Regions from separate parts of the Gossypium hirsutum genome. Here region 2 is linked to region 1. The links are chromatin contacts, called in public Hi-C maps. All regions are on one chromosome and are shown on one strand. Each heading gives the region's core, a stretch centred on a gene start, on an enhancer-like site or on the middle of the called end of the contact. The rest is flanking DNA. Distances are from core to core; before and after follow the strand shown.

What was found. A called contact is a pair of places that touch in the nucleus more often than the background predicts.
Region 2: a Hi-C map of leaf shows a contact between it and region 1, with 2.7 times the contacts expected there. The contact joins the enhancer-like site here to the promoter of LOC107916324 in region 1. A contact is called at or near these places in 4 of 34 Hi-C or Micro-C datasets (hypocotyl, leaf and petal).

What each region holds. Positions count from the first base shown.
Region 1 is chrA10:19,558,290-19,565,006 of Gossypium_hirsutum_v2.1, forward strand. LOC107916324 reads left to right here and starts at 2,769. Exons shown (of 4, transcript XM_041078949.1): 1 at 2,769-2,948; 2 at 3,885-4,672; 3 at 5,011-5,439; 4 at 5,540-5,997. The coding sequence starts at 3,889. The coding sequence ends at 5,736. LOC107916323 (GTPase ERA-like, chloroplastic) reads left to right here and starts at 6,715. Exons shown (of 11, transcript XR_005903393.1): 1 at 6,715-6,717.
Region 2 is chrA10:19,618,189-19,624,905 of Gossypium_hirsutum_v2.1, forward strand. LOC107897621 (a long non-coding RNA gene) reads left to right here and starts at 562. Exons shown (of 2, transcript XR_001684214.2): 1 at 562-1,185; 2 at 1,455-1,817. Within about 2 kb of position 4,378, at least 9 of the 9 cell types and tissues checked have an H3K27ac peak or open chromatin away from gene starts, as enhancers often do. A contact at or near this core is called in hypocotyl and leaf, where this site is marked.

The DNA.
Region 1 (6,717 bases), core at 1,519-4,018:
ACACTTTGCCTTATTAAAAATCATATGAACTTACAATTTCCCATAATATCCCTAATCATAGAATCACATTTATGTATGATAATTCAATGCACTTCATGTACCATAGACATATTTTTAAATCAATTCATAAACTTGGCACCATAATCATTTAATTTAATATAATTCAATTAATTCACTAAATTTAACTTTCAAATATAAATTACAATATTATTGCTGTATTATTATCATACCAACTTACATACTTTCAACACCTCGGAAATCATATTGAATATATCAATTTTACATTGAAACATGCATAAATTAATGCTTATTATACATATGAACTTACCTCGATACTAAAACGGCCATTTTACCAACTTTCCCAATTTTCGATTTTTCTCTCATTCTAGGTTCAAATCTCATTTTTCGGGATCTAAAACATCATATTTTACTTATTTAATCAATTTACTATTCAAAACAGTCCTTAACTCAACCTTTGGAAAAATTACAATTTTGCCCCTCAACTTTTGCATATTTACACTTTTGCCCCTAGGCTCGGGAATTAAACTTCATCCCTTATTCTTATGTTTTATGACATGCTGATCACTTTTCCCTTCTATGGAAACATCAAATTCTCACTCTAACATATACTTATGACTATTAGGTATTTTTACTGATTAAGCCATTTTACTCGTTTTCACTCTAAACCGAGTAGCACAAGTTGTCTAACATAATTTAAAACCTCATATTATATTATAAAACAGCAAAATAAACACATTTCACCTATGGGTATTTTTCCAAATATGAACCCTAGCTTAAATTATTGCTAGAATAAGCTTAATCAAATTACCGGGATTCTAAAAACGTAAAGAACTTGAAAAACGGGGTTATAACGGACTTACTATTGAGCTTGGAAAGCTTGAAAACCCTAGCCATGGCTTCCCCCATGCTAATTTCGGCCTCTATGAGAAAGATGAGTCAATTTTGGCTTTATTTTCCCTTTTTATTTCTTTTAATTACCAAATGACCAAAATGCCATTCCTTACTAAACTTTCAAAAATTCCATCTATGTCCAATTTTTGTCCATCACTTAGAAATTGGTCAAATTTCTATTTAAGACCTCCTAATTAATATTTCAAAGCAATTTCATACTAGAAACTTCTAGAATGCAAGTTTTGCAACTTATTCAATTTAGTCCTTAACTTCAAATTGAGCACTTTATGCATAGAATTTCTTCACGAAATTTTCACACAATCATGCAATCATATCATAGACCTCAAAATAATCATAAAATAATTATTTCTATCTCGGATTTTGTGGTCCCGAAACCTCTGTTCCAACTAGACCCAATTTTGGGCTATTACAGCATCCATGTGGCAAAAAATTAGGTTGCCTACGTCAATTGGGACCCTAAGACCTTATAATATAGAAAATATGTTACATAATTTTTTTTAGATTTTATATAATTTTTTTAGAAATTATGTATAAAATTTGATTAGTTTTAAATTTTTTTACATAAGTACAATTTTAAAAAATAAATAATGAATTTTTAAAATTTTAAAGATTTTTTATTGATATTTCTAGAATTTTATATAATTTAGAATTATAGTTAAAAAAAGTTATAAATGTGCCAAATCGAATATTTTTAACTATGTTTTAAGGATCAAATTAGATATTAACCTTTGAACTAACGTGCCGCGTCACTTTTCCGTTAAGGTTGTAACGACTATTAACTAATGATGACCAAAATGTTATAATTTGATAATATTATTAATCAAAATGTAACTTTTTATAATTTAATAAAAAATTAATTAAGATTGAGAGATTATTTTAACAGTTTATCCAATTTTAAAAAAATCAAAATACATGTGGTAAGTCATCGAATTGAATTGAATCCACTAGTTGGAATAGGTTTCGTCCATTTCTTTGAAGTTCTTTTCCTGTTTTTATATAACATTTTAATTATTTTGCTCAACGGTTTGTTTGATAATTCATTAAAAAAATAAAAAATTAATATTTTTAATGATTTAATTTTTTAACATATTATAATAAAAATTAAATGATAAAATATTTTCAATGAAAAGTTGTGAAAAATGATAAATGATTACTTATCACTTATGTTACATTTGGTAGGAGTACTATTTATTTATCATGTTTTAGTATGTAAGTTAATAATAAATTAATTTCAATTAATAATTTTATTTTATTTCTTTAATGATTATCCTTTAAATATTTTTCCTTTAAAAATTTTAAAATTATATATATCAAACTGTCTAATCATATTTTACACTTAATTTTAAGAGGTATAACAAACAAATTTTATAACTTACTTAGAATTTTCAATACTTAATTTTTTAACACATAAATTTTTAGTATTTAAATTTTCAATTTATCAAATAATATTTAAGTTGAAAATAAAATTTTATTACTATAAATATAGAAAACTAATTAAAATTAAATAAAAAAACAAAATATGTTTTTGTTGGATCATTTTGATTGCTTAACTTATGAATTAAAATCAAATTTGAATATTTAGGAACAATTTTCGAAATTTTAGATTTTTTGTGTTTGGGAAGAAAGGAAGTTCCACATCTCAAACTTTTGACAACAAGAACACAAACCTTCCAAAACGACAACCATCTTCCGAACACTTTGGAGACATCCCATATATACTACACCTAAAATCCCGAAACTACCCTTACTATAAAGGGCGAATTCGACATTTCAGTTAATTCACAGCTAGGCAGCTCTGCTAGGAATAGCCAAAAAAAGAAAACTTCGTTCGAAACATTTGCGGGGATAAGCTGAGGCGGTCTTAAATTGCAACAAATCTAAAAATAAAAAGCCTCCCGTGGCATCTCTTTACTTCGCGCGCTCTTGTTTGATCCGGTTCTCTCTCGACGCGCCGTCGTCTCCATCACCATCGCCGCCGCTCCCACCTAGTTGTTTCTTCTATAAGTACGTATAAGGTAATGAATCGTCGCTCCTCTTCCATTGTTTTAGCCTTTTCTCCGCTTCCAAACGGAGCCTTCGCAAAAGAAAAGGAGTCTTGGATTCTTCAAATTTTCTTTATCTCTACTTCTTATTTTTTTTTGTTGTTAACTAGAAGAGGCAATTGTTTACACGGTGTTTTTTTCTTTTCAATTTTTGCATTGCTGGTCGTCTTGTTTCTCGGTTTGTGATTTTTTTTTTAGTTTTCTTTTCCATTTCCTGGATTCATCATGTAAACTTTTTTTGCTAATAGATTCATCATGTAGTTGGCATGTATATATATTAATTTTCTTTATTTTTCTGTTGGGTTTGGTTGCTGTTAAAATTAAGAGGAACTCTCATGCATTTCGCCTTTGCTGTTTCTAATAGGCATAGCACTTTTTTTTATTCACCTTTTCATTTACTTATATGACCTTTTGCTTATTTATGGTTGATGTTTAGCTCACAGTCCGAGGCAGGAGGAAAATGTTAACAAGTACTAAAATCTGAGTTTAAATGGTCCGTTATTTTCGTCTTTTACTTATTGCAGGCAAGAGTTAAAATAAAGAGTTTTTTAAGATTTTTTTGATTTTGAAACTACATACTCATTGTCGTTAAAAAGAGGAAATTTCACTTATTTTGACCCTTTCTTTGGATTCTTATTTAATTTTAATGGTGTCAAAAGATAAAACTACAAGAAAAACATAAAAATGGTGTTATATTCCTGTATAAGTTTAGATTTTTTAGTGGGGTCAATGTGCTAACGCCCCTGGCTGTAACTTAGTTAAGTGAACCTTCTCAAGTTCATGGAAAATATAATGTTCTAAAATGTAGTAAGAATGATATTCTTGTCCTTCGCTTTCCTCTAGTTCTTCTCCATGGATAATGATACATATGGCTTAGTGACTTCTGCTTTTGTTTGTTTGATTATGCAGGGCCATGCCACCGTTTACTGCTATAGCTTTGGATAGGTTAATTGAATCTGGAGATTCAAAATCTGTTGATAAATCTTCTCGTTATTTAAAACCACCTATCCCTCCGAACTCAAAGCTACGGAGGAGGAACAGTACATCAGCTGCAGAAAGGAAGGGTAACCGCCCCCAAATTTCACCTGCCTTGTATGCTACTCCAGATGCAACTCCACTACCTGTTTCAACATCTTTTTTCCCTTCTTCTCCTTACATCGTCAATCACAAGCGACGTGGACCTTGCCTTTCGAGGAGCTCTTCCGAAATATTATCACGGCAAATAACCCTTGAAGAAGATGAGGTTAACAGCAAAATAAAGGTAGCAGACAAAGCATCACTGGCAGAAACAAAATATGTTGATTTATCGAAGGATGGTCCTTTTACTTCTAGCGTTCGTAAACCTAATGAAGAGAAGCATCGAAATGGTGTTTTTAATGGTCATGTCAATGCGGAGAAGGCAAATGTCCATGGTGGCTCCATTCAAGATGAGCACAAAAATGGCGTTGGGGATGGTGAATTGGGAGGCAATAATGGGGAAGTTGGAAGCTGCCTGATGAGTAATGGTTTGGCCGAGGATAGAGCTGTGCCAAACGTTGGACCGCCAAACTCGGACAGATATAGTGACAAAGAAGATTTCTTTGATCTGAATGAATCAACGAGTGCCACAAGTAATACTGATGGAGATGATCATACTGCGGCCGAAGGTGCTGGAAAATCTGCTGCATCAGGGGTAGAGTTTTATGATGCATGGGACGGTATGTAGAGTGTTAGTTTTATCTGCGTGTAATGTTCATATGTAGATGCATATCTAATAATTTAGGTGCCAATTGTTTGAAAAACTCGATATATAGGAGCATGGTAGCATTGATTGTGCTGGATTTCTTCTTGTTTAATTGTGTCTATGATATCTATGTTCATGTGCGCATATTTCATAGGTGTCTCGGTTTCCCTTTTATAGTAGAGATTATTGTTCAACTAATGAGAAATATGAAAACTTTCCCCATGGCTATTTGGTTAGCATTGGATAAGCCAACTAATGTGATGATTTTGTTGTCCTTTTAGCTAGCTTACCTACCTTTCTTGTTTCCTCCAGAGCTAAGCTCCAATAATGCACCACATACTTTTGTTCGCGACATTGAAGCTGAACTGCGTGAAATAAGATTGAATTTACTCGTAGAGATCGAAAAGAGGAAGAAGGCAGAAGAAACTTTGAACCAAATGCGATGCAAGTGGCAAAGAATCAGCCAAGAGTTTGCTGTAGCAGGATTGGCATTGCCAGTAGATCCGGTTGATGCGACAGATGATGAACTGGTGAAACCAGTTGAAGAACTGAGGCAGCAAGAGAGTGTTGCACGACTTGTATCTTTATCTGTGGGAAGAGGCGTTGCAAGGGCTGAGATGCAGATGGAGATGGAATCTCAAATTAAATTGAAGAACTTTGAAGTCGCCCGATTGTTGGACCGGTTGCACTATTACAAGGCTGTAAATCAGGAAATGTCTCAGAGGAACCAAGAGGCTATAGGTGAGAGTTTTATAAGCATGATGTTTACAAGTGTAATGATGCATTATATTTACAGGATTCCTTTTTCTGATATTTGCAATTTATCATTGTTTAATTACAGAGATGGCACGGCGTGATAGACAAAGGAAAAAAAGAAGACAAAAATGGGTCTGGGGTTCGATAGCCGCAGCAATTACCCTCGGCATGACAGCGCTGGCATGGTCTTACCTACCATCAGGAAAAGCATCATCGGCGTCTTCTGCCCGCATTACTCAGGCACCTGTTAGTGATGATGCAATCACAAAAACAGCTAAGTGAAAAAAATTATTCAATCATTAAAGCTGTGGTAGCCCCAATCTTGAGCTTAATTCTGCTGGTTAATATAGTCACTCCATAAAAGTGACATTCAGCCGTTTTGTAGTTTGAATCTCGACTTCTGCACCTTTCTGTAACCTCACCCATTTGTATCCCAAAACTATAACCTCCTTTTTACAAAAAGAAAGAAAAAAAAAATGTTGCCCAAGCCAAATCTGAAGCGTTGAACACTTTTAACCATAAGTTCATCTTTTTGTTCTTTAACAAAGACGCCTTCGTTATTCCCAGAAATAGCAACATATAAAATTCAATCAAAACAATAAAAGCTACTCCGGCTTAAGGATATTAACATGAATTTATATAATAATGATTATTAACACGTTGAAATTTATTAAATGAAATATGAAATTAAGGACGTAATATGATGTTTATATATTTTATTAAATTATTTTTTAGTTAAATTAGTTTTTATTTATTTATTTTTGTTAAATTTAGCTATCCATTGTTTAAAAAGAGTCAAATTATTCTTTTAATGAAAATATTAACTAAAGTATTAATTTGTTAGTGATGTTGACATAACAGTTTACACTATTTTATATTGATGAGATATTATTTATTTTACATGTCATATTAACAAATATTAAAAAATTATAAAAATATTTAAAAAAATTAAAAAATATTCTATAACGTTAGTAAAAATTAAAGAAAAATATAACGACATATTAATTGCCATATTTAAAGAAAGTAATGTTTTAGTTAGTGTTTTTATTAAAAAATAATAATTTATGTTTTTTTAAAAGGATGATGATGGAAATCGATTTCTTTTAAAAAATTGAGGACTAAATTTATCTCAAAAAATAATAAAGGTCAAATTAATAAAAAGATGTAAATTTTAATGGTTAAATTTGACATTTAACCTAATGAATATCCTACATTAAAATTTAAGTTCAAAGGACGGATCCAAAACGCTGCGTTTTACTTATG
Region 2 (6,717 bases), core at 3,128-5,627, 62 kb after region 1:
ACGCTAATATCCGAAGGCTAATGAATTAGGTCAATTTAAAAGAAATTCCAAGTAAACTGTACAAATGAAATATCAAGTTTTAAAATAAAATAAATGAATAATAGGGAGGAAAGTAAAATTTAAAAATATTACTGTGCAACAATATAAAGATTTGAAAACCAATCATAGATACAAGAATTTAAAATAAGAAGAAAAATACAAATAAATAATATACTAAATAGTAATATACAAATGAATTTTAAAATAAATATCATAAAGTAAATAGTTTACATGAAAATTTGAAATGTACCAAAAATAAAAACAAAAATAGATAGCATAATAATACATAAATAAAATTTCAAAATAAATAGTGTACATATATATATATAATAATATATAAAATAATATTTATGACAATCAAGATAAATAATATACATGAGGTAAAACTTTATATAAAAATAATATATATACAATAATAATAATGTAATATTAGAACCAAGAATGTACATAAAAAGAAAATTTAAGATAAATATATTATATAATAAAATAAAAGAATATGCACATGAAAATAAAATGAAAACAATGTGCAATCAATGAAATAATCCCCAAAAATAATATGTACAAATAATATGTTTTTTTTTAAAAATGAATGACTAAAAACCAAATTGAAAGAAAAATCAAAATTAAAGGGATATTTTATAAGCCAAACAAATTATTAAAACAAAATTGAGGGCCAAAATAAAGCGCGCTCAAATGTTCGAAGGTTAAAACCGAAAATGCCCCAAAACCCAAAACGCAACGTCCAGGTGAGGACCACATTGAGTTTACGCGCAAAATCCAGGGGCAATTTTTAAAAACAAATGAAATTCAAACAGGGCCAAATCAAAAGTCGGCGCAAAGGGGAAGGACCAGCAGCATAAATTTCCCCTTTGAAGAGTAAAAGCGCGGATCCGGGCCGTGGAGCGAGTTGGCGTGCGGATCCCATCCTTCCCCAAATGGCGCCGTTTTGTTTGCCCTTTAAAAACTAAAAAAAAAAATTTGAATGGCATTTTGCCATTTTTTTTTAAAAGAAACCCTAGCCCCTTTTTATTTCTCTCCTAATTTCTCTCCTTAGCCGACTTTAATCCCTCCCTTTGAATGCCGATCCGCCACCATAAACGACGTCCAACAGATTCAGGCTTCGAGGGTCAACATTCTTGGCTATTCGTAAGATAAATCTTTCCCTTTTCTATTTTCAAAAGCTTTAAAAAACCAAATGAAAAAAAAAAAACAAAAGGAAATAGAATCAAAAGAAAACGTAAAATCAAGGAAAGTTGAATCTAAAATCACCTTTTGATTTCTTTTGCACTAAGATCTTTTCTATTGATTTTTGGTGTGTATATCTGCTATTATATCCGTAAAAAAAACGTCCTTTTACAATCGTTTTCGAAGGCTTTTATAGCCCCTTTTTTTGCAACTGTTTTACACGTTTGTAGGTACATGATTGAGCACGTCACTGACGTGGCGTGGTGGAGCAGCGCACGTTGCGGAGAAGTGGCATTCGGCGCTCGAGGGAGGTGTGAGCAGCCGACCTAGGTGCGGCGCACCTAAGGTTTTCTGCTTTTTTGATGGTTGTCGGTTAGTGCTAAGTGGGCTGGGGTTTTGGGCCTAGGTTTTTTAGTTTTTGTGTTGGGTGTTTTGGGCTGTAATTTAGACTTTGTTTTTATTTGTTTTTTTGGTTTATGGGCCCCGAGCTAAATTGGGCTCTACACTTGAAATTTGTGGTCGAACCAATTGATTCTATTTTCAAAAACATAAAAAATTCCATGGAAGAGCAATACAATTTGATTTGTTTTTTATTTTTTCTTCTATCTATTACATTAACATTTCATATTTCTATAATATAAATTATTAATATGTTTCAATTATATAAAAATTGTAATAATTTTAAACATATTTTAATAAAAAAAAGATAGGATACTTGACTTCAAAACCTTAACAAAAGATTGATAAGTCTAAATTTAAAAAAATGTAAATTTAAAGGTATTTAAAGGTGTAATATCTCCGTAACATTGTACAAAGGAAAAAAATACAAATACTAAGTGGGAAAATTTAGTTTGGACTTAAACCGAAAACTTTGTCCCCTAAGGACAAGAAAATATATTTGATGTAGTAAACATGTAATAATGATGTGGTGCTCCATGCCTTATGGTGTTTCGGCTTAACCCTATAAATTAAGTGAGAGAGGACATTGATTTCCTTAAGCAGCACTCAGCAGCATTGGCCAAAAAGAAAAAGTGGTCGCACTATCACCAATTTTGAGAAACAAATTCTCTTTTCCACTTGCTTTTAAAGTTGGCTTTGCTGGATTCTTTTGATGGGTTAAAGGTCTATATGTTACTAACAGGTTTTACAATCCCTTTGCCTCATCCCATGACCAGTGTTTTGTGTTGAAAAATGATTTCTTTGAAATGAGAGATATCTCTGGTTAGAAAAATAATGTGACAAATATTGAATCTCGATATTTATGTTGACATTAAAGTTTGAGAATCGATCCAGATTGAAAGCATCTATTTTTTTACATTCTAAATTTTAAGCGTTGTTGGATTTGTTATGTTTAATTTAATATCTCACATTTATCAAACTATTTAATTTTATATAAGTTTAAGTGGTGTTTAATCTCTTTTGTAAATGCCTTGAACATTGAGCGATGTTAAATCACTTTTTTCGTTCGAGGAAAGAACAAATTCATTAGAAAGGGTACAAAGGTCCAAAAGTCTAGCAAAACAAGGGCTAAAATGGGGAGAAAATACAAGAACTCCGGTCCCGATAAAACTGTCATACTCTTGACTTTCAAATCTGCTACCGAAGGGAAACCAAGACCAAAAGAGAGTCTAAAAGGATCGCGGACACTGAGGAGCATGTCGGTGTACATAATAATTAAATCATTTTTGATAAAGGTCTTTAGTAGTTTTACTTATCTACATGGTAATTACATTGGACAAATTTCTTTGATGGAAGGAAGTTTATAAATAAGCCCCTAATTCAGGTGATTAAAGAATAGACATTGTTTTCCATCATGAGAGATTGATAATTTCACAACGTAGTTTGTATTTCAACATTGGCTATGACTAGAGGTTAGTACCTTTATTAGTTTATTATGCTTTCGCATCAATACAATAATTTCTATTCATTGAGGAACTATTTTTGTGAGAAAATACAAACTTTATTAGTTTGTGTTTCAAAATTGATATATGTTTTGAGGCTTGTCTAGGTTAATGTATGAGAGCTTATTGAGAGCACTTGAATCTATTCATCGAGGATCTGTTTTTATGAGAGAGTGCAAACTATATTGTAAACATTGAAGTGTTTACTGCCCAAGTTCTCAGAGGGAGGATTTAGAGGTGAGCATTCTAGTCTTTAGGTACAAATGTGAGATCTCTATACTTGGGGAGTAATAAAGTGTGAATCAGTTATTGTATTTGATTGAGCCAAGGCATACATACGCCGAGTAGAGAAAATTGCAAATAAATAAACATGAAGTACAATGTTCTGCAAGTGTGACAAGTCAGGTGTAATAAGTGTACAATACGATACTTAGAGTATTCCAAGGATCAAACCTAAAGAAGATTGAGTGATATGATGGATTAATAAAGATAAAAGCATGTGATTAAGGAGGCTAACTAGCTAATGGCTAGAATAAATTATACAAAAAACGATAAAAAAATTGAATTAAACTAAAATATAATTTAAAGGACTAAAGCGAAAAAATACTAAAGTCAGAATAATTATCGAAGAAAATATAGCAGTTGATTAATATCTTCAATAATTAATTCTCAAGTTAGGGTTCTAAATTAGTCAATTTTAATTGGTTCAATTTACCTAATTAGATGATATAGTCTTATTTATCTCTCAATCTTACTAAGCTAGATAGGGATAGTCGAATTCATGCTCAATAAGATATCCTCTCGGTCTCACTTATCTAATTGTTCCCCTAGATTCATCAATTCTAGGTTTCTAAGTTTATTCGATTTAGTCCATATTCTTACAATTTAGTTTCTAAACCTTATATTAAATAATTGACATTTCAATTAATCAACTACAATAGGAATTAGTTCATACCCATTGTAAGTACCCAAATCTGCCCGAGCCCAACAACCAAAAATCAATCCCGAAACAAAACAAAAATATTAAAATCCAAATCAAAAGGCCATCAGTCCAAATATTACAAAACAGCCCAAAACAATTACAATGGCCCAATACCCAAAAAACCCAATTCTAAGCCCAAACAAACCCATAACCCAATACCCAAATAAAACAAATCGGGCCCAAGCGGCCCAAGACCAGATTATCCACAGAAACCCTAGGGTTTCCACCTTAGCGCCGTAGCCTCTAGCCTCCGTACGCTCCCATGCACGACCTCCGTACTCCCCAGCGCCGCTCGTGCCTCTACGTCCTCCCCCATCTGCATGAAGACAAAAACAGCACAGCACAACAGCAAAAAAGAAAAAAGGAGACAAGAAAATATTGTATTTTTCTTTATTTTTCTCATTCGGCTATAAAGCCATCTTCTTTTTCAATTGTATGGGACGCACACTAAAATATACATATTGAATACAACAAAATCGAATTAAAATTATTGGAAAGGTTATTCTCGATCCTTTTTTTTATGTGTGTTTCTTTCTTTTGATTTTGCATGTGGCTCGAATATAAGAAAATAAAAGAACGTTTATCGTCGTAAATAGGCCATCGAAATTCTTGTCTCCTTCACCGAAATCGAAGTTTGGGATGAGATTTCTAAGGGCTGAAATTGATAGGTCTTGAGTTAAGACTCTAATCGAAGTGCGCGCATGTTGATCTCCATCGAATCGTAGTGGTGGCAATTGATTTGCTCAAGTTTTGGGATTAGCCGAATGGTGGTAATGGCTTTTAGGGTTCTTTTTACTCTGATTTCTTTAGAAAGGGAAAGAAATGGTGGCTGTGTTTCACTAGGGTTTTGTTTTTGCCTTTTAAAGGGTATAAAGCGACGACGTTTTAAGCCAATCTCAATGGCTACAAAACGGCACCGTTTCAAGAGCCATAACCCGATCACCCGACCCGTGCCTGGATAGGATCCGCGCTTTGGTCTTTGAGGGTTATTTGCGCGTTAGGTCCCTCTATTTCTCGTTGGTGTCTGATTGGGCCCTCTGTGCATCTTCTTTGTTTTTTTAATTTTTTCTAGAGATTTGCGCGTTATCGCAATTTAATCCGCGCCTAAACGCAGTGTTTTGGGATCTGGTATATTGCCAGTTTTGATCCCCGCACGTTTGCGTGCATTGCGCTTTAGTTCTTCTTTTAATTTTAGTAGTTTATTTTATTTATCAAGTATCCTTTTTAGTTTAATTTTATTTTAATTGAGTCCTTTTGATTTGTATAATTTATTATTATTTTTATTTATTAACTTAATACCTTTTTTTTTACATGTATATACATACTTTTTTTGAGTCATCATGGTAATTTTACCCCCTTTTTTTCATATAAAATCTTTATTTTAAAGTTTCTTTATCATATTGTTTTAAATTTTTTTTGTATAATACCTCATTTAAATATTCATATATATATTATTATGCATATATAATTCATGAAAAAATTAGTTTTTATTCTATATATTATTAATTCTATGTTACTTTACATACATAATTCCTTTTAAACCCAATATGTATATAACTCATATCTCAAGAATATATCTTATTATATATATATTTTTAGAACCTTTCATATTTTACATATTATTTAAATTATCTTCTACCATATGTACATTGTCAATCTTAAATAGATGTATCATTTAAAAAAAAATATTTGGATATGTTGTTGATTCAAATTTCTTCCTTTATAATATCTTTTTAGTAATCCTTTATATATTATTAGTTTTATTTTATACATGTCAATTATTTCAAACCCTAGCATGAATAAATCATTTTTAAAATTTTTATTATTAATGGTTTTTGAATTGTTGCACATTATATTGACTCCTAGTATCCGTATTGTTTTGTATATTATGTATTGTTTTTTAGTTTTCATTTCATTTCACACATGACTGCTGTATTGTTTACTCTTCATTTGTATTATCATTTTAATTTTTATTCATCTATATTTGAAAATTTGTTGCATTTCCTTCTAATATGTTCTTTGGTGAATTATATTTTAGTTTCTTATTAATGTTTTAAAAAAGATATGAACTCATTGCCATGATGTGTTTATTAATTTATTTTTTATGTTTATACTATTATTCTTCGCCAAGTATAGTACTTTATTTGTGCATATTGCCCCATGTTTATAATTTTACTTTTTTGTTTACAAATGTTACTTTGTAATTTGCGACTTTTTGTTTTAAAATTATTTATTCCATTCTATTTCAAGTTAAATTAATGCGTTGTGAGCTAGTTCTATCATTGTTTATTTGAAAATTTACTAAAACAAAGGTAATGATTGATGTTTGGGAACTCGAGGAATCGTGCCCTATCGTGCTGGGTTTTGATTTTTCGTTTGTCCAAAATAATCAAATATTCCTTTGAAATTTCATTCGCATTTTCTAAATTCTAAAATAAGGCAATGTTTAATGTTTGGAAATTCAAGAAATCGTGCCCTACTGTACTGGGTTTCGTGTTTTTTTTGTTGGACTAAATAAGCGAACATCCTTTTGTAACTTTCAAGTGTATGGGCTTTTAGAAATCGAAATTGATCGTAGTTTTGAGGGTTTAAAGGATCGTGTCCTAACGT